Linked DNA regions of Sus scrofa: regions 1, 2, 3, 4, 6 and 7 are each linked to region 5. Evidence: chromatin contacts called from public Hi-C, HiChIP or PLAC-seq and promoter capture Hi-C data. All regions are on one chromosome and are shown on one strand. Each heading gives the region's core, a stretch centred on a gene start, on an enhancer-like site or on the middle of the called end of the contact. The rest is flanking DNA. Distances are from core to core; before and after follow the strand shown. Region 1 has its middle 74 kb from the start of NTMT1. Region 2 has its middle 21 kb from the start of NTMT1. Region 3 overlaps LOC110256398 (a long non-coding RNA gene). Region 4 has its middle 100 kb from the start of NTMT1. Region 5 overlaps PTPA (serine/threonine-protein phosphatase 2A activator). Region 6 holds the start of NTMT1 (N-terminal Xaa-Pro-Lys N-methyltransferase 1). Region 7 overlaps PRRX2 (paired mesoderm homeobox protein 2).

Evidence for each region. Promoter capture Hi-C pulls out the DNA fragments that hold promoters and counts their contacts. A called contact is a pair of places that touch in the nucleus more often than the background predicts. HiChIP or PLAC-seq counts read pairs in DNA pulled down with a chosen protein or histone mark.
Region 1: a contact with region 5 is called in an H3K27ac HiChIP or PLAC-seq map of skeletal muscle. The contact joins two enhancer-like sites. A contact is called at or near these places in 1 of 47 Hi-C or Micro-C datasets (embryonic fibroblasts) and 2 of 2 datasets of contacts at active chromatin or transcription factors (alveolar macrophages and skeletal muscle).
Region 2: a Hi-C map of retroperitoneal adipose tissue shows a contact between it and region 5, with 2.2 times the contacts expected there. The contact joins two enhancer-like sites. A contact is called at or near these places in 1 of 5 promoter capture datasets (fetal skeletal muscle), 20 of 47 Hi-C or Micro-C datasets (adipose tissue, alveolar macrophages, blood and 11 more) and 2 of 2 datasets of contacts at active chromatin or transcription factors (alveolar macrophages and skeletal muscle).
Region 3: a Hi-C map of subcutaneous adipose tissue shows a contact between it and region 5, with 2.6 times the contacts expected there. The contact joins two enhancer-like sites. A contact is called at or near these places in 2 of 47 Hi-C or Micro-C datasets (embryonic fibroblasts and subcutaneous adipose tissue) and 2 of 2 datasets of contacts at active chromatin or transcription factors (alveolar macrophages and skeletal muscle).
Region 4: an H3K27ac HiChIP or PLAC-seq map of alveolar macrophages shows a contact between it and region 5. The contact joins two enhancer-like sites. A contact is called at or near these places in 10 of 47 Hi-C or Micro-C datasets (alveolar macrophages, embryonic fibroblasts, fetal heart ventricle and 5 more) and 2 of 2 datasets of contacts at active chromatin or transcription factors (alveolar macrophages and skeletal muscle).
Region 6: a contact with region 5 is called in a promoter capture Hi-C map of fetal skeletal muscle, with 6 times the contacts expected there. The contact joins the promoter of NTMT1 here to the enhancer-like site in region 5. A contact is called at or near these places in 5 of 5 promoter capture datasets (fetal liver, fetal skeletal muscle, liver and 1 more), 29 of 47 Hi-C or Micro-C datasets (adipose tissue, alveolar macrophages, blood and 16 more) and 2 of 2 datasets of contacts at active chromatin or transcription factors (alveolar macrophages and skeletal muscle).
Region 7: a contact with region 5 is called in an H3K27ac HiChIP or PLAC-seq map of skeletal muscle, with 6 times the contacts expected there. The contact joins two enhancer-like sites. A contact is called at or near these places in 3 of 47 Hi-C or Micro-C datasets (embryonic fibroblasts, mesenteric adipose tissue and skeletal muscle) and 2 of 2 datasets of contacts at active chromatin or transcription factors (alveolar macrophages and skeletal muscle).

The regions. Positions count from the first base shown.
Region 1 is chr1:269,744,379-269,747,997 of Sscrofa11.1, reverse strand. No RefSeq gene overlaps it. Among named protein-coding and RNA genes, the nearest start is that of NTMT1, 74 kb to the left of the region's middle. Within about 2 kb of position 2,292, at least 11 of the 83 cell types and tissues checked have an H3K27ac peak or open chromatin away from gene starts, as enhancers often do. A contact at or near this core is called in skeletal muscle, where this site is marked.
Region 2 is chr1:269,797,076-269,800,180 of Sscrofa11.1, reverse strand. No RefSeq gene overlaps it. Among named protein-coding and RNA genes, the nearest start is that of NTMT1, 21 kb to the left of the region's middle. Within about 2 kb of position 1,695, at least 21 of the 83 cell types and tissues checked have an H3K27ac peak or open chromatin away from gene starts, as enhancers often do. A contact at or near this core is called in omental adipose tissue and retroperitoneal adipose tissue, where this site is marked.
Region 3 is chr1:269,764,228-269,767,742 of Sscrofa11.1, reverse strand. LOC110256398 (a long non-coding RNA gene) reads left to right here. Exons shown (of 3, transcript XR_002337845.1): 3 at 235-1,968. Among named protein-coding and RNA genes, the nearest start is that of NTMT1, 54 kb to the left of the region's middle. Within about 2 kb of position 2,177, at least 23 of the 83 cell types and tissues checked have an H3K27ac peak or open chromatin away from gene starts, as enhancers often do. A contact at or near this core is called in skeletal muscle and subcutaneous adipose tissue, where this site is marked.
Region 4 is chr1:269,716,196-269,719,483 of Sscrofa11.1, reverse strand. No RefSeq gene overlaps it. Among named protein-coding and RNA genes, the nearest start is that of NTMT1, 100 kb to the left of the region's middle. Within about 2 kb of position 1,818, at least 71 of the 83 cell types and tissues checked have an H3K27ac peak or open chromatin away from gene starts, as enhancers often do. A contact at or near this core is called in alveolar macrophages, embryonic fibroblasts, mesenteric adipose tissue and 2 more, where this site is marked.
Region 5 is chr1:269,422,928-269,426,533 of Sscrofa11.1, reverse strand. PTPA (serine/threonine-protein phosphatase 2A activator) reads right to left here. Exons shown (of 10, transcript XM_001926077.6): 9 at 274-381. Among named protein-coding and RNA genes, the nearest start is that of PTPA, 23 kb to the right of the region's middle. Within about 2 kb of position 2,328, at least 72 of the 83 cell types and tissues checked have an H3K27ac peak or open chromatin away from gene starts, as enhancers often do. A contact at or near this core is called in adipose tissue, alveolar macrophages, brain and 10 more, where this site is marked.
Region 6 is chr1:269,817,536-269,821,036 of Sscrofa11.1, reverse strand. NTMT1 (N-terminal Xaa-Pro-Lys N-methyltransferase 1) reads right to left here and starts at 1,263. Exons shown (of 5, transcript NM_001243457.1): 1 at 1,120-1,263. It overlaps C1H9orf50, which reads left to right. Exons shown (of 13, transcript XM_021085475.1): 5 at 972-1,189.
Region 7 is chr1:269,893,965-269,897,234 of Sscrofa11.1, reverse strand. All of the region lies in intron 1 of PRRX2 (paired mesoderm homeobox protein 2), which reads right to left. Among named protein-coding and RNA genes, the nearest start is that of PTGES, 29 kb to the left of the region's middle. Within about 2 kb of position 1,859, at least 10 of the 83 cell types and tissues checked have an H3K27ac peak or open chromatin away from gene starts, as enhancers often do. A contact at or near this core is called in skeletal muscle, where this site is marked.

The sequences.
Region 1 (3,619 bases), core at 1,043-3,542, 320 kb before region 5:
TTCAGTGTTGATTCCTCCACTTAATTCCTCCGCTTTCAGTGAGCTGCCCCTGCCTGCAGCTGGATCTGCTCTTCCAGGGCAGAGTCCCAGGGTTTTACCCACTCCAGGCAATAAAGCCTGTCTTCTGTTGGGATATATTAGAGGCCGTCACTTTGGGGGGATAGGATCTTGGTTACTAACTGCTGTTTAAACTCTCTTTCCACAAGTCCCCTGTGGTCCCCTCCGTTTTCTTACCTCTGCTGCCAGGAGACCCTGGTACTCAATTCCTGAGTCTCTGTCGGGGGCCTTGGGTGTCCTAGACTTTCCTCACTGCCAGCTTAGGACTCAAATTTTTTGCATCCACTAAGTCAGTTCCCACTCACCAGTCTGCTTTCCAGGTTCAAAATGATCCCGTTTTCTTTGTCATTGTAGTTTTTTAAAAAATTCCTTTTCTGCCATTTTAAAAGCATTTCAGGAGGGAACAGTGGTAAATGCCTGCGTGTAATCTGCTGTCTAGATCCAGAAACTCTGGCTGTTCTCTTTTCAGTCTGTGAATTCTTTTGGCTGTTTCCCCAAACGTCTTAGTCATTGTAATCACAGCTGTTCTGCAGGGTCTCTGTCACCTGGCTCTATCATCTGAGGTTTGTGGGATGGTGGGGGGTGGGGGGACGGGGCAAGCCTACCAGTTGGTTTTGCTGTTGACTCTGTCTTATGACTGCTTTTGTTTTGTAATTTTTTCTTGGTGAGCTCATCTGCAGGAACCTTTGTGGGAATCCTGAGCAGCCTGGGTTGAGGTCATGGCCATCTAGTGGGTGCTTGCATTTGTTTCTGCCCAGTGCTCACCGGGCGTATCCAGCCAGGACCCCCTTTGGGTATGACCTTCTTGCTTTCAGAGTCTCCAGAACACACGGGAAGCAGGGCAGTGTACACTTAGGTCCTAAACCTCTCGGGGCTAAGTCTCTGGTCACAGATTCCCGGAGCCCAGGCTGTAGCGGATGACCTTCCTGGTGATCTGTCTGAGCAGATTGGATTTGTGGTGGATGCTGTTGTTTTAACCCTCGCCCACCTTTTCACCAAAAATATAACTCAGAAGAATCTGGCTTGGAGGTGGGTCTCATTTACAACTCCTGGGTTTATGAAGCCCAAAGCCTCATTTCTTGTCCCCCTAAGGGGCTGTAAAATCCAATCCCAGGCCGCCGAGACCCACAGCCCCCACTCTGCCCAGGCCTGCCCAGCACAGCACCAACCCTAGCCCTTCGGATTCCCGCTCTGGTTTTCGGCTCCTTCTTTGTTTTCATCTCTGGGGAGTTCCCTTCCTTTCTTGCAAGCTCAGCCATGCATTTAAAAGGATGTTTGTTATATTGTAGCCACCATTTCCAAGTACCATGTTGTAGCAGGAGGGTTTTCTGCTGGAAATAAAAGTCCTGTGTTCCTTGCTGGTTTCTACTGTTCCTTGCGTCTCGGCATCCCCACTGCAGAGCATTGGTCGAGGCCCCCGTGACTAGCGAATACATGAAATTGAATTGCCGTGACTGGTGCCTTGTCACCTCATTGGCGATTTTGCCAGTGGCACAGAAAAGCCGAGGCAGGGCTTTTCTGTTTAGGAGTAGGAGTCCGGGAGAACATTCAAGACCCATCCTGGCCTGGACCCAACCAACTGGTGGGCACTGCCTGATGTCCAACCAGCCCACCTAGGCATCCTGCCGTTCAGCCACACACCTGATCACCAGCTCAGTTGCAATCCTCTTTGAACTTGCTATTCCGAGCCCCCTCACCCAGGCAGGGGGCCCACTTAGAGCCCCTGCAGCGCTGTCCCGTCCCCCGCCCATCATGAGCTTCGCTTCACTGGGCTGGGTTTGCCTGCTGGCCAGCCTCCTCCACCAGACTTGTACTCCCTGGGAGGGGCCCAGCTGCCTTTCTCTCTGTATCTTCTGCATCCTCAAGGTAACAGCAGCATCAACAGCCCAGGCACTCAACAAATGTGTCTAAAGCGTGAATGAGAGAGCTGGCATTCCCACAGACCCGGCTCCAAAGGCTGGGTTTGGGTTTTACAAAATTAAAACAGCTGCCACAGCCTGGTCGCTGTAACTTCCTCAGGGAGGGGTGAAGAGGGAGAGAAGATTCCCCCCCTCCCTTCCCCCTCTGGCAGGTGGGCAGCGCTCCCCTGCCAAGAGAGCTGGGTGCCTGTCTCCCTAGAGCTGTGGCCCCTGGCAGCTTTGTTGCTGTGGGTGCCTTCGCTGCCAAGGGACATGGATGGGAGGAAGGTTGCAGTGACCCGCTTACAGTGTGTTTATTAAGCACTTTCCCTCTGATGAACCAGGGGGAGGGACTCGGCCAAGGTCACTCAAGGCGAGCAGGGAGGAGTAGAGGCTGGGGCGTGGTGGTGGCAGCAGAGCTGCATGATTCAATCCCACAGCCCCTAGCTGCATGTCACCACGGAGCACTCGAAATGTGGCGATTCTCCACCGAGCTGTGCCTTAAGGGTAAACTTACACACCAGCGTTCCAAGACTTACTGTGAAAAACAGAAGGGTAAATAGCTCATTCATAATTGTAAATATTTATCAAATGTCAAAAGAATAATATTTAGGATGTATTAGGTAAAATACAGCTATTATTGGAATGAGTTCCACCAGTTCCTTTTTCCTTTTTTTCTTTTTTTCCTTTTTTTTTTAGGGCCACACACATGGCATATGGAAGTCCAATAGGGGTCCAATCGGAGCTGCCGCTGCCGGCCTACGCCACAGCCACAGCAACAGGATCCAAGCCACACCTGCGACCTAAACCATAGTTCACCACAACGCCCGATCCTTAACCCACTGAGCGAGGCCAGGAGTCAAGCCCTGGTCTCACGGATACTCGTCTGATTCGTTTCCACTGACCCACAATAAGAATTCCCTTACTTTGGTTTTAATGAAGCTGCCAGAAAAGTTAAAATTACCTGTGTGGGTTGTGTGTGCAGCTCAGTCTTATTTCTGTGGGTCCGTGCTGGTCTAGAGCGTGGACCACGTGATTCTTGAACAGGCCTGGACACCACCACGTGGGCTCCAGGACGGGCAGGGGTCTTGCATCATCTATGTCTGACCTGCCCAGAGACAACTTCCGGTTTCCTCCTCTGGAAATGACGCAGTTTTGCCTACAGGGGTATGAGATGGTTCTAAGGATTCAGGATTCCAACAAAGCTCTTCTCTGTGGCCCATTCATATCCTGGTTACGTCGGCCACTAGGCTGTAGCAGTGTGGCGATGGGGTCTTGTCTGCTGTATCCTGCACAGACAGGAGGCCGGGGATTCCGAGCTGAATGAATGAATGCGTGCTTGTTCAGCCTCGCTTACGGTGGGCTTAGCAGGGAAATAGTTCTCTTTGGCTGTAAAACCATTCTCATTCTGCGTTCCTTCTTCACGTGCATATCTTAGCGTGAGATGCATAGCCAAGGGCCAGACGGATTTTGAGACCTGCCTCTGTCCTACTTGGGGGATTCTTGGAAAGCAGAGCCTGGGATGGATTGGGAGTTTGGGGCGAGTAGATGCAAACCGTTGCACTTGGAGTGGATAAACAATGAGGTCCAGCACAGGGAACTATATCTAGGCACTTGTGATGGAGCGTGATGGAGGATACTGTAAGAAAAAGAATGTAATAAAT
Region 2 (3,105 bases), core at 446-2,945, 370 kb before region 5:
GGGCCAGACTGCATGACCCCAGGGCCTTTGCACAGGTTCCCCTCCCACCAACCGCCTGAAAGGCTCTTCACTAGCCTCCCAGACTCCTGTTTAACTTCATGTCTCAGCTCAGATGTCTCCTCCTCAGAGAAGCCCTCCTGGATCAGAACTGAACCATGTAACATGACTGGCAGCCCACAGGACCACTCTCAGCAGATCCTGAGTTCCGGAAGCACAGGGACTGAACGGGTCCCCAGCCCAGGCCCTGCCACACAGGAGGCCCTCAGTAAATGCTGGGCAAGGGGGCTCCCTGCTGTGTTGCGTGCCTCCGTTTCCGTGCCCGGAAGACCAGAGGCTGGGTCACACTCCTGCACTTGTGTGATGATTCTTTTTTGCTCCCTGTGGGTTTCTGGCAAGGATCACACTCATTTCACGGTATTTGACTTCCTTGATTATCTGATTTTCCAGGGAGGAATTTTAAGTCTCTGGGTTGGGGTGGCATCTGTCTGATACCCGGCACCCATCCCATCCCACCAGCCTGCGTGCACCTGACGCCCTGGGGAGGCCCACTGAAACTGACCCCTCTTGGCAGACAAGCCCCTCCCACCCCCCGCCCTGGACCAGAGAAACCCTTCCAGGCTCTATGACTGTGTTATTTGGCCTGTGGGGGGATGGCGGTGGGCACAGCCCTGTGCTATGGCCAGACCTATCAAATCAGGCACTGCCAGCTCAGGAGCCAGACAAGCTGGGTTCAGATTTTGACTTGGTCATTTCTGGTGAAATGAGGAGACGCACCATTCCCTTCTCTGTGCCTCAGTCCCTCAGCTATATAATGGGCCTAATAACAGTACCTCCCAGCTGGGGTTCTTTTTTTTTTTTTTTTTTTTTTTTTTCCCCTTTCTTTCTTTTTTGGCCACCCTGCAGTATGTGGAGTTCCCGGGCCAGGGTTCTGACCTAAGCTGCAGCCCCACTGTGCTCAGCCAGGGATCAAACCTGCATCCTAGCACTCCCAAGAGGCCACAGATTCCCACTGCGCCACAGCGGGAACTCCCCAGCTGGGGTTCCCGTGTTGACTGAGAGTTCCTGCCTGGGCCCTTGGGGATAAGGAGTCCCACCCTTCTCATCCCAGAGGCAGCAGCTAAGCTCCAAGTCTCTGAAGTTAAAAAAAAAACCCCAGCTGATTACCCAGTTTGGCTACTTAGCTGGCTGTGTGATCTCCTAATGCCAAGGTTTTCCCATCTGTAAAAGGGGACGATAGGTACACCTGTCCTATCCGGTGGGCTGCCAGTCAAGGGGGCCCTGGTTCCCAGCTGCGATCTCTGTCCGTAGTCCAAACACTAAGGAATTTCCCCAGAATTTTCCAGGGGCCAGGGCTTCCTTGGCCGTGGGGAGGGCGGCCGGGGAAGCCGAGGCACGGGCTCAGGATGGAGGCTCCGTTCCCACGGCCCGGCCGGGCTGCGGCAGCCTCAGGCCCCTCCCGCCCCCCGCGGCCCCTGCGTTCCCCCTGCCGCCAGGCCCTGTAGGGACATGCCCTGCAGGGTCGCACAGGGCCTCCCGGAGGTCTGCGCCCGCCTATCCGCGGGATGAAAGGGGAATCCGCCCAAACCTGCCTCCCTCCCGGCTCGCCCGCCCCTTCCGCAACCGGATCGGGCGGGGCGGCGGGCTTTGATGTAGGCGGAGGAGCCTTGCCCCAGAGCCGGCCGGCTCAGAGCCTCCGGGAGACCGACTTGAAAGGGCAGCCGCCGGTCCAGCCTTCCCGGGACGCCCAGAGGCAGGGAGGAGGCGGGGTGGGGGTGGGGGGTGCCGAGGGCCCAAGCCCCGCCGCCGCCCGCCGAAGGAGCGAGGCAGGTGGCTGTCCTCGGCATTCAAGGCCCCGCCCGAGGGGGTCCTCCCTGCGCCACTGATTACAAGGCTCCCAGTTAGCCCTTGGGCCAGATAGAATAGCTGTGGTTCCCAGGGATTGCTGGAGCTCAGGCCCTAGCATAGGCTGTTCCTTCTGCCGGAAATGCCCTTCCCAGCTTTTTCCGCCAGGCCTTAGGGTCTGCTCTCCGGTTGGGGCTTTAATTCTTCCAGTGGGCCTTGGAGAACCACTCCTCATCCCTTCCAGGTGCCCTCCTCCTGGTCCACTGCCCCAGTGCCCCCCACAGCAGTGGCAGGTTCAGGTCACCCCACTGGCAGGCCTTGGGCTGTGAGCTCTAGGATGGCACTCCTGCAGCCCCCAGCCTGAGCTGCAGTGGGCACATACTTGGGAAACTGGGAGAAAGAAACTGCAGCAACTAAGAGCCATCATAATAATAAGCCTTAGGGGCAGGCAGTCTGTCGGGGGAGGCGGGGCATCCAGAGAATTCCAGGCTCATAGGGCACATTCCAGGTTCCCTGGCACAAAGCTGGGTGGGCTTTCTCTCCACCTCCAGCCTGGCCTTGCCCTCATGGCAGAGGGGCTCAAGCACCCACAGCCTCCAGAAAGCCCCAGCCTCCTGACCCCCTGCCCTGGAGTCCCATGATGCCCTGCAGGGGCCTCCTTGAACCCTCTCCTTTGCCCGCCCACGTGACTCCCCAGCCTCTCCCAGCAGCCCAGAGGGGCGGGCCGGGGGCCAGTTCTAGTTCCAAGTGGCAGATGATCACAGCCAGGCCCTCAGAGGGGTCCAGGTCACAGAGCTGGCCATGCTGGGCCTCAGGAAAGAGACAGAGCCCCTCTCAAACCTAGGACTCTGTTCACCCGAGGTCTCCTGGGTGGCTGAGAGGGTCCAGGCCACATCTTTGGGTTGGGGGAGGGTTGGCAGCGGGACTTTCACACATTAGACACAGGAGCAACCAGGCTGCAATGTTCTGTCTCAGGCATTGGTGTTTAGATGCATCGGCTCTGTGTACACACAGATCCAAGGGCAGCTCTGAAAGGGGGCCCTCCTGTGCTTCCCCAGGAGGCAGAAGGGGCTGTAGGGTGGATGTGTTGCTGCCGCCACAGCAGCTGCAGCCTGGGTGGGCCAAAGCAGATGTGAGCTTCGACCTCCCCTTCCTGCTTTCTGCCTCCCCAGGGCACTGGGCATTCTGTCTGCAGCCCCCTACCACCATGCCCCCCTCCCCCCAATTGGCTCTGCTGAGTCAAACCAGCAGAGGGGAGAGGGG
Region 3 (3,515 bases), core at 928-3,427, 340 kb before region 5:
GGGTGAGGGTGGGGGGGGGGAGCTCCCCAACCCTGCAGTGACCAAAATCTCTTCCTGGCCACCTCTTGATGGGCAAACCTGCAAACAGCAGAACCACAGCTGCGTGTGGAGAGATACACAAAGGCCAGGTGCTTGGAGAGGCAAGTGAGGAGGGGGCCTCAGACCACAGACCTTTTAGCCAAAGGTAGAGGCTTCCACTCGTAGCAACAAAAAATCCTGTCTAATTTCCGCCAGGGTATAGACACCACATCTATAGCGACATTTCGTTCAATCTGGCATCAGCTACGATCCCACTGAGCGCTTTCTGGGAGCAGAGACCTCTGCTGAACGCTGTGCCCTTGACTCGCTGGACTGCAGCTTTGTGAGAGAGAGGGGGAGCCTGACTTCCAGAGACGGTAGGTGAATTGCCCAAGATCATGGTGCTGGGAGAGGCAGAGGCAGAATTAGCACTCAGGCCTTCTGGTCCCGACTAGAGCACTTGGCACTGTACACTGCCACCCACGGCTGCCCCAGCCTCAGTAAGGAGGTGGGGGACAGGAGGAGAAGGGGGTGTGGGGAGAAGTCCTGGATGCCAGGGCCTGCTCTGCCTAGTCCCAGAGAGGTGACCCCAGGCCAGAAGGGTTTTCACATTTCTGAAATGGCCTTGGTTTACTCATCTGTCAAATGGGCACAGTAGTGGTGTCATCTCCCAAAGTAGTTGTAGGAATGGCAGAACCTGTTTGTGGCCTGTGCCCTCTGCCTGGGAAGTTCCTCTTGGCTCTTCAGGGGACCACCTTCTTCTCATTCTTTCCGTCTCAGCTCGAATGCCCCTCCTCAAGGAAGCCCTCCCTGACCATCCCTGCCTAGAGTAGCGACCCCTCACCTGCTGCCTTGCCCACTGCTGGCTGTCACTCTTGTTACCTTGCTTTTCATCCCCAGCCCTAGTCATTGGCTATGTCATTCATTTATCATCTGTCTTCTCTTCTCTAGCAGACTGGGAGCTCCATGAGGGCAAGCGCCCCCCCCCCCCCGCCCCGCCGCCCCAGTGGTGTATCCCCAGGGTGCCTGGCAAGCAGAGGGGCTCCATAGATGCTTGTTGAAGTGGCAAATAATAAATGATGCATGGGATAAGAGATGACATCATGTAAAAAGCTTAGTCCAGCGCCTGCTACAGAGCAGCTGCTCAGTGAATCCCAGCAAATGTTCTTACTACAAAACAAACACGGACTCACATTTTGAGCCTGTCTACACAGAACACAGTGACCTTTGGATGGGTCGCTCTCCTCGCCTTACTACTTGCAAGAGAGCATAGGGTGGGGTCATCGCCCCTCCCTGCCTGGAGCAGGGCTTTAAGCACTGTTTCTGGTGGTTGTGGGAACAGGACCGGAAGGGCTGCAGTGGCTCCTCGCGCCAAGCTGGGGGTGGGCAGGCTGGGATGCAGGCTGAGTAGGTGCTCAGGGGACCTTTGAAGTCCTGAGACACCCTGGTCCCCATCCCAGCGGGGGCTCATCCATCCTTCTGCCCAATCTCTCCCCAGTTCCTACCCAGCGCCTCCAAGGACATTTCTTTATAGTTTGTCTAATGTCAGGGTCCTGGGCTAGAGGTCAAGGCTATTCTCTCCAGGACTTAGCACATACAGTAGGTCTCAATAAATATTTGTTGAATAGATTAATTAAGACGCATGGGAAGCATCTCTGGGGCTGTGGTTTTTAACCTTTTCTGAATTACTGTTTTGAAAAATCCACATCTTTGGACCCCCACGCCCACTCTCGCCTCGCGGTGCACTCCAAGTGGGACATAGAACTTCCTAGATTTCACGGGTCCCTCCACCCCAAGGTCATGCATAAAGCTCAGCTTAAGATCTTCGTCTCTGGAGGCGGGGGCCGGTCCTGAGATCCCAGGGAGACGATGGGGAAGATGTTAGCCAGAGGCACTGCGGCGCCCAACCTCCCCGGCGGGCGCAGTGGGCTGGCGGAGATCGGGGAGGGGGGGCAGTGAGCCGCTTTTTTTGGACTTTCTGCTGTCCAGGAGAAGGAGAGCAAGCGAGTACCAGGCAATCTGGCAGGAGGGGGAGAGTGCGGAAAACACGCGGCCGGGAGGAGACGGAAAAGAGAGGAGAGGACGGGAGAATCGGGGAGGAGAGGGGGCGTGATGGAGAGGCTCAGCCCCGCGGAGCCGGGAGGGGGAACAAAGAGCCGGCGCGCAGCGGGCGAGGCGCGGAGGCGCCGGGAGGGAGCGGGCCGAGGCCGGCCGGCCGCCCGGGCTGTCTGATTTTCTGTCAGCCGCCGCTGATTAACGGGCCGCCTTCCAGCTCCGAGCGCGCCGCGCCGCGTTCCTGGCAACGGGGCGCGCAGCTTCCTGGCGGAGGCGGGGCCTGCTGAAAGGTTACATTTGCACAAAGTGCCTCGGCGCGGCGGCCCGGAGGGGCTGCGGGGGGCGGGGGACGGCGCGGGGCGGCGGGCGAGCCGGGCGGGGAGAGGGAAAAGGCTGCGGCGGGCGGCGCTGCCTGGGTAATGGAAACATTCCTCTGGGGGCCGCGCAGGAAAATATCAGGTTACGCGCCGGCGGCACACACAGCTTCTCCGAGGGGCGCGGGGATCGGCTCCCCGGTGCGCCCTGCGCTCTAGCCCGAGCGCCCCCCAACCTGCGCATCCCAGCTGGTGCGCTCTAGCCTGTGCGCCTGAGCGTGCGCCCCAGCCTGTGCGCCCCAGCCTGTGCGCCCAGCCGTGCTCTCTGGGGCGTCGCGTTGCCGTCTAAAGTCCTTCTCTGCCTCCGAAGGCAGGTGAAACAGCCTCAATTTTCCAAGTCTTTTTTTTTTTTTTTTTTTTGTCTTTTTGTCGGGCCGCACCTGAGGCATATGGAGGTTCCCAGGCTAGGGGGTCTAATCAGAGCTGTAGCCGCTGGCCTACGCCACAGCAACTTGGGATCTGAGCTGTGTCTGGGACCTACACCACAGCTCACAGCAACGCCAGATCTTAAACCCACTGAGCAGGCCAGGGATGGAACCCACAACCTCATGGTTCCTAGTCGGATTCGTTAACCACTGAGCCACAATGGGAACTCCGATTTTCCAAATCTTGATGTCCCGGCCTCCCTGCTGGCTGTCCCCCTCTCCGCCAGAAGGCTGATGGATGGCTGGGGCCAGGCCCTGAAGTGAGGGCTGACCGGATCTGTTGCGTTTGCAGTGACTTGGAAAGGGGTCTGGCCACTTGCATCCACCTTCCCTCGTGACTTCCTGGATCTACCCAGTTCTCAAAGAACTGGGATGTAGCTCCCGGGCCCATTCGCTTGGTATAAGCAGTGCCCCCTGCTTTGCATTACTCCTCTGCTCCCAGACCATCTTCGTCTCCCTATTACCGCCTCTGCATCCTAGTTGACACCCTTGGGTCCTGTCCAACATTGGGGGTGGGGTGTGATGTCAAAAGTCTCCAACACCAGGGGTCCCCCAGTCTGGTTGTGCCTGGGATTGAAGGGTTTCTGACCAGACACCCATCCACCCTGTGAGAGGCCCATACGTCACTCTCTTTCTTTCATTG
Region 4 (3,288 bases), core at 569-3,068, 290 kb before region 5:
GAGGTGGGACTGGCACAGTGCTGGCCATGGGAGGGGGTCGGGGGCCAGGCACTAGCTGTGCAAGACCCTGTGCGGGAAGGGGAGAAGGGGCTGGGTCCCCACCCTCGCTGGTGGGAGGGTTAATACCATGGGGGGGGGGCACAATTAGAGGCTGCAGGAGCCCAGAGGAGGGGCACAGATGCAGCCTTGCTGTGTCTCCTCCAGTCGGTCTGTGTGTGTGTCTGTTGTGTGGTCAGGGTATGCCAGGTGTGCATGTGGAAGGGTCTGTGTGATGCGTGCGGGGTATGTGTCTGCCGTCTATGGCATATGGAGTGTGTGTGTGTGCGTCTGTGATCTGTGTAATGGGGTGTGTCTCTGCCTGTGTGGTATGGTCTGTGTGATGTGGGGGAGTGTGTGCTGTGGGTGTGTGTGTTGTGGGGTGGTGGTACCTGGGACACTCCCCAGGGGAAGAGCTGAGGGGGAAAACGGGGGAGCAGAGGGGGTGTTCCAGGCAGAGGGAGGGAGGGAACAGCCCTGCAAAAGCCTCTAGGCAAGAAGAGGCCACCCCAAGCACTGGAGTACTTGATAATGTCTCCAGTGAGGCTGGGGGGTGAGGGGGGGCAGGAAGGGAGAAGCAAGGATGTGGGGGTACAGGGCGGGTCTTTCTCTGATAGCTTAAGGGTGTGCGTGGGCAGGAGTGGGGGGTGCGCCGAGGGGTCAATCCACACTGACCGGGCGGGAGGGGCAGGCCTGGACCAGAGGCAGATGCTGGATGGAGGTGGGAGTGAGTTTGGAGAACAACCAGAGCCCTGGCCATGCATCTGGGAAGCTGTACGGTCTGGGATCCCAGATCTGAGCCTAATAATTCCTGCTCCGCCCCTGACAGCAGGAGCCAAAAGGGTCTTAGTTTCTCATCTATAAACTGGGTCCCAAGATGATATGCCGAAGACCCAAGGAAGAGCCTAAGAACTGCCCATGCTTTCCGCATGCTCTGTGTGTGCCTCTGGTGAAGGATGGAGTGGGCATTTGCTCACAGGCTCTCCCAGCAACCCAGGAGGCCGGAGATGCTGAAAACGGCAGCCCTGGCACAGGGCACAGCAGTTAGTAACTGGCCTGAGGGGACAAAGAAGGGACTGGAGGAGGGACAACGAGAGCCAGGATTTGAACCCGGGTGATCTGACTCCAAAATGGCCCCGTCACCTGACTGCAACGGGGATCAGCAGCTTACTCATGTGCCGACAGCTGCTCCCCAGCCTTCCCATGGGATGATCCTTTCTCATTTGATCCTGTATCCTGGTAGATTCCACATGGCTATTATTCTAGATTAGGAGTCCTGCTCTTAGCGCTGAGAAAACTCGCCAGGACTCATGCCCAGGCGGTGGTGCTCCGGAATGTGCCCCGCCCCCGCCCCCAGCCCCACCTTGTATGTCTGCAGCTGGTTTTCTCAGCATCTGCCCCAAAGGGTCCTCACCCATGGCTAAGAGCACGTGGCAAGGTGGCAAGAACTTGGGCTGCTGCCCCAGCGCTGTGTGACTTTGAGCCAGTCCCTTCCCGTCTCTGGGCCTGGGTTCACCCAGCTGTACAATCCACTTACGGAGTCTGGGAAGATTTGCTAAGGGACAAAGGAGGAAACCGGACTTTCAGAGAGCCCAGAGGACTGGCCCGAGATCAGGCAATCTGCATAAGATGACTCCGGATTTGAACCTGGACCCCCGGTGTGTTGCTTTTCCCCGGGGTCTGCTCCACAGCCCCCACCCCGGAGGCTGTCCCCGGCCCTCAGGGGCCCCACGCAGTTCCAGGCCCTGTCAGCCTGACGTCAGGCCGGGGCCAGCGGGGCCTAGCTCTGCACAAACAGACGGCGAGGGCCGGGCCGGGGGCGGCGATGACTCAGGGCCCCGAGACGGCCGGGAAGCGGAAAGTTTTGTGCAGATGACGTCACCGGGCCGCGAGGGCGGGAGGGGGCCGGCTCCGGGAACCGGCGGCCTGGCGGGCAGCCCGGGCCGGGGCAGGGCGCGGAGGGGCACGGGCGGGAACGCCGGGCAGCCACGCTCGGCCGCGCCGAAAAGCACCGACCCCCCCCCCCCGCCCCCGCCGTCCCCTGCCCGCGGCCCCGGATCCGAGCCCCGGAGCCCGATCCCGCGCTCGCCGGCGAGGAGCGGGTTCCACACGCCTGCGAAGACGCCTCGCCGAGGACGCCGCGCTCCCCAGCGCTCCGGAGGCAGCCGCATCCATCCTGCTGCGTCCCTGCATTTTAATTACCACGGCATTAATATTCATGAGCCGGGACTCGAGGGGGACCGCGGGCTGTCATTTCCCTCGCCCGCGCACCCCCGCACCCCTCTTCTCCGGCTGAGTCGTGGGTTTTTTTCCCTCCCGCTCCCAGCCCCGCCCGCGACAATAGTTGGTGCACAGCCGACCTGGGTTGTGTGGGAGTGTGAGCAGGAGTGTGAGCGGGTGTGGGTGCCCTGGGCAAGGGTGAGGGCCGAGTGGCAAGGACCTGGATGCCCCGGGCGAGGGGCTGAGCGTGAGGATGGGATGTGCTTTCCGGGTCTGAGCGGAACGTGTATGAGTGTGTGTGTGTGTATGAGTGGGCAGGTCTGGGGGAGGCAGCTGTGCCTGCAGTCTGACCTAGGGTCTGGGAGAAGGGTTGCGGGATCTGAGCATACAAATGAGGAAACTGAGGCCTGGGAAGACCCTGGGTTGCGCGGAAGGACCAGAGCCCAGGGCCTGGCTGCTGGGTGCCCTCTGCTTCCTGCTCTCCTGTGCTGCTGTTTTATAACAATGGCAGACAGAAGGTGCTGAGCTGGCACCTCTCCCAAGAGCTTCCCTGCAAACCTGTGCTGTAGGGGGCTCTCTCAGGCCCTCTCCCAGACCAGGACACAGAGGCACTGGTGTAGCCAGTGGGGGTGAAGCTGGAGCCCAGAAATGTCCAGAGCCTCCAGCTTTACCGACCACACTGTGCTGCCCCCGTGGAACCGTGTGTTCGCGTCCCAGCTGGGGTAATCTGGGGGTACCTGAAAGTCCCTCTGGCACCCCAGTGCTGCCCATGCCCAGGTATTAGAGTGTTTCCCTAGAAACACAGCTCATGGCCTGTTTCCCTCCCATCAGGCTCCCAGTGCCCCATTGTCTCCCCCTCTTGAAGCCGGCTCCCACACCACTGCACACCAAGGGCTCCCCAGGACACAGGATGTCTTGCTTCACAAGGGAGCAGGCAGACGGTCTGCAAGTCTCCTGGCCCTCCTCCTTGGGCCTGGGGGCCGCCATCACTCACTCATTCATTCATTCATTTGTTCATCCAGCCAGTGCTTA
Region 5 (3,606 bases), core at 1,079-3,578:
AGCACGTCTTCGTGTGCGTGTTCCCACAGGAGACAGAGCTGAGAGGGGCCTTCAGCCACGTGACAAGTGGGAACAGAGACCCCCTGAGCAGCAGGGCCTTGCCTCAGTCACAGGGCTGAGCTGGGCCTCAATCCAGCGCTTCTGGGGACCGCCCGTCCCATAGACTGACTCTGAGGCCTCAAGCGTCAGAGGAGCTGCTCCCAGCTTCAGAGCAAAGCGGTGGGGTGGGGGGAGCAGCAGCCCAGGACCCGGAACGCAGGCAGCCCCCCTCACCTCGGCCTTGTACATGCGGATGAGACCCTGGTTGACTTTGGACCAGGACGGGACGGCACTGATGTTCCACAGCTGGTTGGAGTGCTCCGCAAAGGGGCCCGTCTTCATCTGGAAAAGAGAGCCCACAAGCTGGAGGGGTGGGCCTCCTGGGAGCCAGCCCCGGCTCCTTGACACACACACACACACACACACGCACACACACGCACGCACGCACGCACGCACACGCACGCACACATGCAAGATGCAAGCCCACGCATACACACGTACGCAAACACACATGGATACACACACGGATGAGCACACACTCACTCCTGGGGCCCAGGCTGCAGCATCTGCCTATGGGATGCGCACGCACATACACAGACATGCACCAGAGACACACACACAGACACGAACCAGAGACGGTCCCTCTGGCCTGCCACAGGCAGGGCTGGAAGAGCCAAGGGAGGGTGGGCTTGGGGGACGGCCCAGACCAAACCCAGGCCTCTGACTGCCCTCTGTGTGGCAGGGAGGGAGGAAGGAAGGGGGGCAGAGGTGGGCCAGAGGGCACCTGCTACAGATTCGGGAGGAAGGTCTGTATAGGGAGCCAGCCTAACCTGGCAGGAGAGCGGGGAGGGGACAGCAAGGGACAGGCGAGAGCAAAGATAGGTCCATTCCTGGCCCCTCCTCTCGGAAGAGAGACATTCTGCAGCGAGCCCAGTGGGTCCCCACGACATGAGAAAACCGCCGCTGAGACGGGGAACCCTCGGGGAATCCTCGGACAGCTCAAGGCCAGCACATCTGCTTTCACCAACCACAGCTCAAAGTCCCTCTCAACACCGCCCCACCCCGGCTGATAGGCAGCACTGAGGCTGGGGGCACGGGCTCAGCACCCTGAGCCCCAGGCTTCAGAAGAGAGAGTCCGAAAAGCAAAGAGGCCAAGCTGGCAAGAAAGCAGACTTGGACCTCGAGCAGGTGGAAGGTTCCAGAAGAGGCTGTGGGTGGAGGCAGGGCTGGGGAGAACTCTTTCAGGGAGAAAGGATGGGTCCCACACCGGCTCTCCAGGAGCTCAGGAGCACAAACGCCCCCCACCCTTCGGCTGCGGGCTGGCCTGCTAACCACTCCCGCAAGCCTCTCCCTTCTCCAGTAAAGGCAACTCTAAACAAAACTGTAAGATCCAAGTCAAGAGAGTTGCCGTTTTACCCTTGTCATCTCCCTCCCCTGGTCCAAGATCCCCAAAAGCCTGTCGCAACCCCCAAGCAGCTCAGTAGCAAAAACAAGCACTCCTTCCTCCAGCAGTGAGGCCACAGCTCTAGGCCCCCACGGGGCTTCTCCTGGGCCAGTCGGTCCCTTCACCCAGCATCTTTTCCCTCCTCTCTCTAAGGCTCCCTCCTCCAGGAAGGCAGCCAGGAGCCCCCAGCCCGTAGGGGCTTGGCCTTCTCAGGAGCTTTGTTCCCAAGGTCCCACTCGGTCAGGCTCCACCCCCCCCCGCCCCTTCCCGAGGCTCCAGCCCCATCTCGCACTCGCACACATCCGGGCCGCAGCCCTGAGAAGCTCAGGGGTCACTGGAGCTGTGGAACCAGTTTCACTCTGGACGGGGCCCTGTGTGCAAACCACCCAGGAGGCGTGCTGCCGGCTCTGTCGCAGCCGCAGCTCCAAGGCCTGTTCAGCAAGGGCTCCGAGGCCAAGGCCGGCCGAGGGACAGGCGGAAACCCGAGGTTCTGCTTGCTGGGCCAGCCTCGCCCACTAGGGGCACGGAGTGGGGAGCCTGCTGGCAGAGCCAGGGGAGGCCCGAGCTCCGGAGCCCCCCCATGGCCCCGGCCCCCTCCCTCCATGGCCAGAGCTGCTATTTCTCTCGAGGGACCCCCCCCCGCCGCCCCACCCCACTGCCGGCCTTCACGTCCCAAGGTCTCCCCCCAGTCCTTCAGAAGGAGCCTCTGCAACTCTGGAAAGGAAAACAGATGAGGGGGAAAAGGAATTGGGGTCGAGAAGACAAAAAAAATTAGCTCATTCTAGCCACAAAGGGAGAAGAGAAAGAGCGAGAACGAGCAAGCAAGCTGCAGTCCCGCAGTGACCCCAGGGGACTCGAGTGAGTCAGAGCAGCCATATTGAGCAGGAAATTACTCACAGACGCTGCGTTCCTGCCTCTCCACTCCCAGGAGAATCGGCCTTTTGTAAATGGTTCCTCTGTCAGTAACTGAGGGGGGATGGGACGGGGGGAGGCTCTACACAGCGCCTTCCTGTCAGCTCCTTCCCTTCCAGCTGAAATCTGATCCCTCCCTTCCCAAAACTCCAAATTTAGAAGCCAGATTGAAACTGAAATTCTTTTCCTGCCGGCCCTGGGCTCTTAAAGGCGCCAGGGCTGCATTTCCTGAGGCGGCAGAAGCCCTGCAAGGTGAGGTCCCTCGTGCGGGATGCTCAGGGCCACCGGGGCAGGTCCCAGGCTGGTTTCATTTCCAACTTTTTGTGGGTTTAACCCCCCAGCTGCACCAGCCCTAGTGATCCCTGGGTCTCCAGAGGCAACACTGCCCCCTGCCAGACCGGAGCGCACACAGCTCCGCGCAGGCCGCCAGCCAGGCCTCCTGAGTCCCAGCACCGGGCCTCGGGCCTCCCTCACCACCAACTAGAGCAACTGCAAAAAGCCTGGTCTGGGTAGTGAGGCCCAGACTCTGGAAAACTAGCATCATGGGTGCTGCCGTCAGGAACCACGCCAGCCGGCTCGAGGCTGGCCAGGTGGGTGAGAGGGGGCCCCCCGCCAGTCACCGCAGCTCAGCTCTGGGGGACTCCCTGCGAGCGCCCAATGTTTACCACCATGCCCAGGCACCAAGACCCAAAGTGCAAACCAGGCCTTGCAGAGAGGGTGCGGAACAACCAAGAACTCCAGGGCCTGCCGGCCTCCTCCCAGGTCAGGCCTCTCCATCAAGGGCTCCTACAACCTCCTCCCAGTTCGATGTGTCTTTAGCGCCACCTAGTGGCCACTGTGGGATTTCCTCTAGCAGAGGAACCGAAACCTAAACTTCCGGAAGGCTTTTGGGTTTTTAAACCAGCACGACGCAGCAAACAAAAATACAGAGTTTTAACCTGGAGTCAATTCCCATCCTCCCTGACCTCCGGCCTGCCCTTTCTCCTTGTGAGTCACTGACAGGGACCCAAGGGCTTGGCCAGCCACCAGGCGGAGCCAAAACACTCAGCCTCCCACCCCCAGCAAAGCCACCCCAGCTCCCCACCCTGCTCCGCGGGGTCTCCCTGGCTCCGCAGACCCTCCCATTCCCCTCTGGAGAGAGCAGCATGTGACTGGCTCTCAAGGCAGTGAGCCAGGCTGCCCCGGAGTCCTTCTGACCTTGGGCTGCTACA
Region 6 (3,501 bases), core at 14-2,513, 400 kb before region 5:
AAAAAAGCATAAAGGGATCCACGCACAGCTCGGCACATGTTAATCTCAAACTTAAAACTGTCAATTGAGATTCTCATCAATTCTCTTTGCCATGTGTGAAGATCTAAGGAGAAAATACTCCGAAAGGCCCTCTAAACCTTAGAGAGTTGGCCAAACCTCCAGGATTGTTACTGTTACACAGGGTGGTGAATCCAGTGGACTTGGCAGCTCAGCCAATCCACCTAAGCACAGAAACACTGCAGGTTTGGGAGACGCTATCTTTGTGACTCTGTGGCTTCTGGTCTCCACCAAAGCCAGCTACACATACCTCCAACCCTGCCGCCTCCCCTAGTTGACAGAGAAAAAACCCATTCCACTAATGGGGTGGGGCACACACACAGGAAATCAGACCAAGGAGACTTCTAACCCCGGTCAAGGCCCTGGTCCCCTCAGGGTCTCATTCCATCTCACTGTGCAGATTCTATACAACCAGACGCGAGCAGTACTGCCCAGCCCCACCCGCAGGACCTCGGACACTAGCTGTTTCTACCCCTTATTGTGCAGACGGAGAGTCCACACAGTCGACGGGCAGCCAAGCCTGGGCCTTCTGATATGGCAGCCTCTCTGTCCAGGGGCTGACCTTGGCTTCAAGGGCTCTTGGCGGCCGGCTGTCTTTCGAGCGGCGCCTATGCTGAGCCGTGACTGGGGTCGAGTCCAAAGTGAACTATGATAGCAACTCCCATGTGACGGGCACTAAGCTGTGCTCGGCTCGGAGCTGAGCAGTTTACTGAATCCTCGCGCCCACCCTCCCAGCGGGTGCTCGCCTTACCCCTCGGTTTCAGGAAAGTGCCCTCCTTACCCCCCGTTTCTCACAGGGGAAAGTGAGGCTCAGGGAGGGAAAGGGGCTTGGTGCGGCGGGGGCCGGCGTGGGGGAGTGTCCTGCCCAGGCTTCGGGGGGCCTCGGCCTTCCTCACTGCACACCCGGAGCCCAGGAACCGCCTAGGAGCGCGCACGTGGGGCCCAGCCGGCTGGCGCCTGGGTCACGTGGCGAGCCGGGGACTCAGGGCGCCGAGGCAGTTGGGTGCGGGAGCCTCCCCTCTGCCGGCGGCCGCCGCTCCCGCTCCCCCTCGCGCTACTCACCCCGGGCGGGGGCTCCCGGGACCCGGGAGAAGAGGACGAGAAACAGGAAGGGAAGGAGGCGGCGGCAGGGGTGAGCACCCCAGAAGCCCACGGCCGGCTCCGTCAGACCCAGGTCAGAAGCGACACCTCGCGGCGCGCACCGCCTTTGTCCGCTTACGTCACTTCCGGGTGTTGGGGCGGGGCCTCCGAGAGGCCCGCCCCGCGATTGGTTTGCCCCGCCCCGTGGGATCCTGCCCTCACTTGAGATTTGCCTCCTTAAAGAGCCGCAGCACCCACTCTGTTCCCGCTTCCATCTTGCGCACCAGCTCATTTGGTAGCAAGGCTGGACTTTTTTTTTTTTGGTCTTTTCTTTTTGGGTCTTTTTAGGGCCGCACGTGCGGCATATGGAGGTTCCCAGGCTAGGGGTCTACTTGGAGCTCTAGCCTCCGGCCTATGCCACAGCCATGGCAAAGCGGGATCCAAGCCGCGTCTGCAGCCTTCACCATAGCTCACCGCAACGCCGGATCCTTAACCCACTGAGCAAGGCCAGGGACCGAACCCGCAACCTCATGGCTCCTAGTCGGATTTGTTAACCACTGAGCCATGACGGGAACAACATGACTGGACTTTTAAAAAACCGAACGTTCTATGGGTTTTCCACTGGGTAAAAAGAGGGAGAAAAAGCCTCATTCAAGCCTTAATCCCCTTCTGCCAGATAGATGGAATAATTACTCACCTTCCAGGACTCTGAGGGTTAAATCTGTGGGATACCCTGTGTCAAGGGCTCACCTCTGTGCTTGGCGTGAAGTCTCAATAAATAGAAACTGATGCATAATTTTCATCATAATATTCATCTATGTCATAATATTCACAATATTCACCATAGTCTTTTTTTCCTAAACTGACATTTTATCTTCGATTTACAGTGCCTTCCTCTGGGTGTTGCACATAGGAGGTGCTGAAAGTATGCTTGCTCTAATGAAGTGAAAGGGATGATGGGGGTGCGGTACACTGAAAAGCCTCAACCTGGTTTTGAGTCCCCCACATCTGTCCGTGTTATTTGGCATCCTCTCTAGGGAACTCTGGATTTGACTTGGTTGCCTTGGCCTGGGCGCTCCCAAGCTTCATTTTCCATGTCTCTACGGCAAGTGGATAAATCTTAGATAATCTCAGTTGCTGGAGGTGTCTATAATCTTTTGGGGGCAGCTCTGAGCCCAGCTCTTTTAGGGGTGCCTTAAAACCCGCCCCTACCTTTTTCTCCTATTGATGGAAAACTTCCTTCCCTACACCTGGACTCCAAGGCCTTTCCGGGTCTGGCCAGCCTGCTGACCTCAAAAAGCTTCTCGCAGAGTTCTCATCGTGGCTCAGGGGTTAATGAATCTGACTAGTATCCATGAGGATGCAGGTTCAATCCCTGGCCTCGCTCAGTGGGTTAAGGATCAGGCATTGCCATGAGCTGGGTGTAGGTCACAGACGTGACTCGGATCCTGTGTTGCTGTGGCTGTGGTGTAGGCCAGCAGCTACAGCTCCGATTCGACCCCGAGCCTGGGAACCTCTGTATGCTGCAGGTGTGGCCCTAAAAAGAAAAGGAAAAAAGGAAGGAAGGAGGGAGGGAGGGAGGGAGGGAAGGAAGGAAGGAAGGAAGGAAGGAAGGAAGGAAGGAAGGAAGAAAGAAAGAAAGAAAGAAAGAAAGAAAGAAAGAAAGAAAGAAAGAAAGGGAAATATCTCACCTTCCTCACTCAATATTCTAACGTCCCCAAGGAGGCAGGCTCTTCCATCCCTGGATGAGGAAATGTTTACAGAAAACAAAATACATTGTCTGTGATGTTTCCTTCCAGGCAGACATCTTGTCATTTGAATTCCAAAGCCTTTTTTTTTTTTTTTCATTTTCAAATTGCAAAATCATACCAGGCCAGTGAAATGACTTGTCCAAACCACCCTTGTCCCCCTACTCCAGTTTCACCATACCAGGTTCATCCCTGGCCCCTCCCAGCCAAGAGTCACAGGTGGGGCCCAGCAGTCCATCTTACCCTGGAGCCTGAGAAAGGAGAGGCTTACGCAGCATCACATAGCAAGTAGAAGCAGAGTGCAGTGTTTCTGTTGGGTGTTTTTTGTTTGTTTGTTTGTTTGTTTTTTGCCTTTTAGGGCCACTCCCATGGCATATGGAGGTTCCCAGGCTAGGAGTCAAATCAGAGCCACATATACAACCTATACCACAGCTCACTGCAATGCCAGATCCTTAACCCATGGAGCGAGGCCTAGGATTGAACCCACATCCTCATGGACAATGTGCTAAGTTCTCAACCCCTGAGTCGCAATGGGAACTCCTCAAAACTGGTTCTTTTAGTTTCCGGAGGCCCACTGCATTCTTACTCCCCAAACTTTCAGTGGACGTTTCATTTC
Region 7 (3,270 bases), core at 610-3,109, 470 kb before region 5:
AGTGGTGCCAGATGCGGGACACCTGTGGGGGTCGGGGAGGTGACGGCTGGGGACTCGGCGCGGCCCCAGCGAGCTGGCCCCGGGTCCTGGACCCACTGCAGCCTTCACTCCTCACCCCTTTTCCTCCAAGAAAAGGCGAAGACGGATGAGACCCTCGGGGGCCTGTGAATCTCTCTCCACCCCCACCCCCACCCTCTCGAGCGGGAAGAAACCTTAAACCGAAATAACAGGGACGTCGCGATGAAAACCCGTGCGATCCGGAGCCTGGGAGCGGACGGAAGCTTCTGGAACACCAGTCCTCGCGAGCAGATTTCCGCCCCCCTTCAGGCAGCGCTGCTTGGGCACAAACCCAACGCAGGAGGCCTTTCAGCCAAAAAAGGAGAGACTTTTTCGGGAAATTTCTGAGCAAATCAAAACTGAGGGGGTTTAAATGAAAACCGTTTTGCAGCCTTGGCCCCGCCAAGTGGGCGCCGGAAGAAACAACTCGTTCTTTGGTCAAACCGCGTGGTGGCTCCGGAGCGGAAACTCTCGCACAAAGGCCTTACTCTCCCCTCCGCCCCGCCAACAGCCCCAGACGTCCGCACCCCAACTTGACACCAGCGGATCTCCACGGGTCTGGAGTCCCATCTCTCCTGAGTTCTCCCCAAGGCACCTCTGATGGGGTGCGCTCAACAGAAGATGGTTTGGACCCGAGAGGACCAGGCGCCGCATCCGCTGTATCCTGGCATCTGCCCATCCAGGCGTTACCCATTCCGCACATGGGGAAACGACGGCTCTGAAAGGCTTGCCCGAGATCACGCAGCCGGGGCTGGAATCCGGGTCTTTGGGGAGGCTCAGCCGGCCGGGGCTGTGAGCCTGGTTCCATGGGGGTCACCTTCTCATCTTCTCGCTCCCAGGAAAGGGGAGGCAGGGGTGGGTCGCACTCTCTGGACCAAGGTCTGGGAGACGCCATGGGGAGGGGTCTCCAAGGCCGTGTCATCTCCCTGGTGCAGAAATGTGTCTGAGTCTCCATCCTAACCCCAGGAGGAAGACCTCACCTCTGGGAGCCCCCAGGGGGACAGTGGCTTATCCAAGGTCACACAGAAGTCCTGGAGTGGCTGGGTTTAACTCAGGCCAGGAGCACAGCAATTGCTTGATAAATGGCTGCTGCCTTTAGCATTGGCTTTTTTTTTTTTTTTTTTTTTGTCTTTTTAGGGCCGCCCGCGCAGCACATGGAGGTTCCCAGGCTAGGAGTCGAATTGGAGCTACAGCTGCCAGCCTACACCGCAGCCGCAGCAACGCAGGATCTGAGCCATAACTACGACCTACACCACAGCTCACGGCAATGCTGGATCCTTAACCGACTGAGCGAGGCCAGGGATGGAACCCACAACCTCAAGGTTACTAGGCAGATTTGTTTCCACTGCACCACTATGGGAATTCCGCCCTTAGCATTCTTGCGTGCAGGCAACCCCCTCCGTGCCTGAAGACAAGGGTCTTTCTTGCTCAGCCCAGCTCACTGTAGAAAGATGGGTTCCAGGCCCTGCTGCGGGCAGAGGCTCAGGAGCGGCAGCCCCGGTGGAGGAAGCTTCAGGCGCGTCTTGGAGGTGACCCGGGACTCAATCCCACAGCTTTGGACTCTGGCACTGGACTCTGCTTCCCAGCGGATGTGCCGGATATTCGTTACCACGAGTTCCTGAATCACCTCCTGAGAAATGTCCTGTGGTGGGCGTGCGTCCTCTGGGGGCTCCACGCTTGAGCTTAAAGCATTTGGAAAATAAATAAATACTCTCTAAGCCTCGGGCCAGCAAGCACTGGGGCCTGATCGGTCCAAGCCGGGCTGCGCCCAAAGTTTCCTTTTGTTCAGCAAAAGTTCTGCTTTCCTCTGGGACTGAAAAGAAAGCCTGAAACCACCTCCACTGATGCGGGCTATTTAGAGGCTCTTGCGAGGGCTGGATCCGGGAGAGATGAACAGAGTCGGATGGGGAGGCCAGCCATGCTCTCTCTCCTTCGAACCCAGAATGACTTTGTCCCTGAAGACATTTCAATGAAAAAAAAAAAAAAAATGACTGGTGCACAGTTTTCTGCCATTAAATTATTTCACACATACCATTTATTTGGCTGACTTCGGGCCAAAGACATTTAAAAACTCAGCTCTCAGCCAAATGATCAAGTGTTCCTGGCTCCTTCCGCTGCACCCATGGTTTTTCTTATTCCATGTAATTTAAGGCTCTAAATAGTCTGGAGGGAATTAACTGCAAATTCTTCCTAAGACAAATAAACCCAAGCCTCTTCGTTCCTGCCTTTCTCAAGCTGTTGAGAGACACCCTCTGTTTGTTTTTGCTCAGATCATCAGCTTGCGCCTGACCCAGGGGCCACGGCGCGCTCCAATGCAAATAAATAACTTTTATTAATTAGCATTTATTCGGACCAAATAAGCAGCCTCCCCCAGCCTGAATGTGATCTCTGCCAACACGTTCACGAAAATAAACAGCGGGTCCCTGAGACCTTGATGTGGATTTAACAAATTAACACTGGGCCTTGGTCAAAGGAGCCTCGAAGCTGCAGAAGTATTTATAGCCAGAAAAGTCTGGGGAAGGAAGTGGAGGTGAAGGGGAGGGGGCTGCAGGGAGGCTACCCCCTGCCCCTCCAACACCCAGGTCTCTTGGTAGAGATTTGGTTTCCTTTGAACGACCCCAGGGAGAATTCTGGAAACTGTGTCCTTTGCTGACGTCCGTGTAGCAATCCCGACTCAGATGACATGGGAGGAACTGCCTCTTGGCCAGGATGTGAGGGGCAGGCCTGGGGGTGATTCAGGAGGTGGGGCTTCCGGCTTAGGACCTCGGGGTGGCCCTGGCTCAGCAGCCGAGTGGCTGCGTGTGTGTGCCTTTATCCAGTCCCAGGCTCGGCAACCTGACTGAGAAATAAGAGTAACGGGAAAGAGCGCATTGAACAATCCGAGCTGGGGGCGCTGAGCCTGATTTTGCAGATGAGGAAATTGAGGCACGGGGGCCAAGCAACCCGCCAAACCACGTGGCTGGTAAAGGCTGGCGCTAGGACTTAAACCTGCAGACTGGCACAGAGCCTGGGCTCTAACCTTGGCATAGGCTGCACGACCCCTCGTGCAGTGGGATTCTGGGGGTCTCTCCAGGGGCTTAGGGTGTACGAGCCAGCCAAGAGGAGGATACTGAATAAGAAACAGGAACCTCTGGGGGGGGGGTCTGAGCCCGAACTCCTGGCATGCAGATCAGGGGGGGTTTTGAGCAGCAGGGGCTTTGAGCGGGGCAGGGT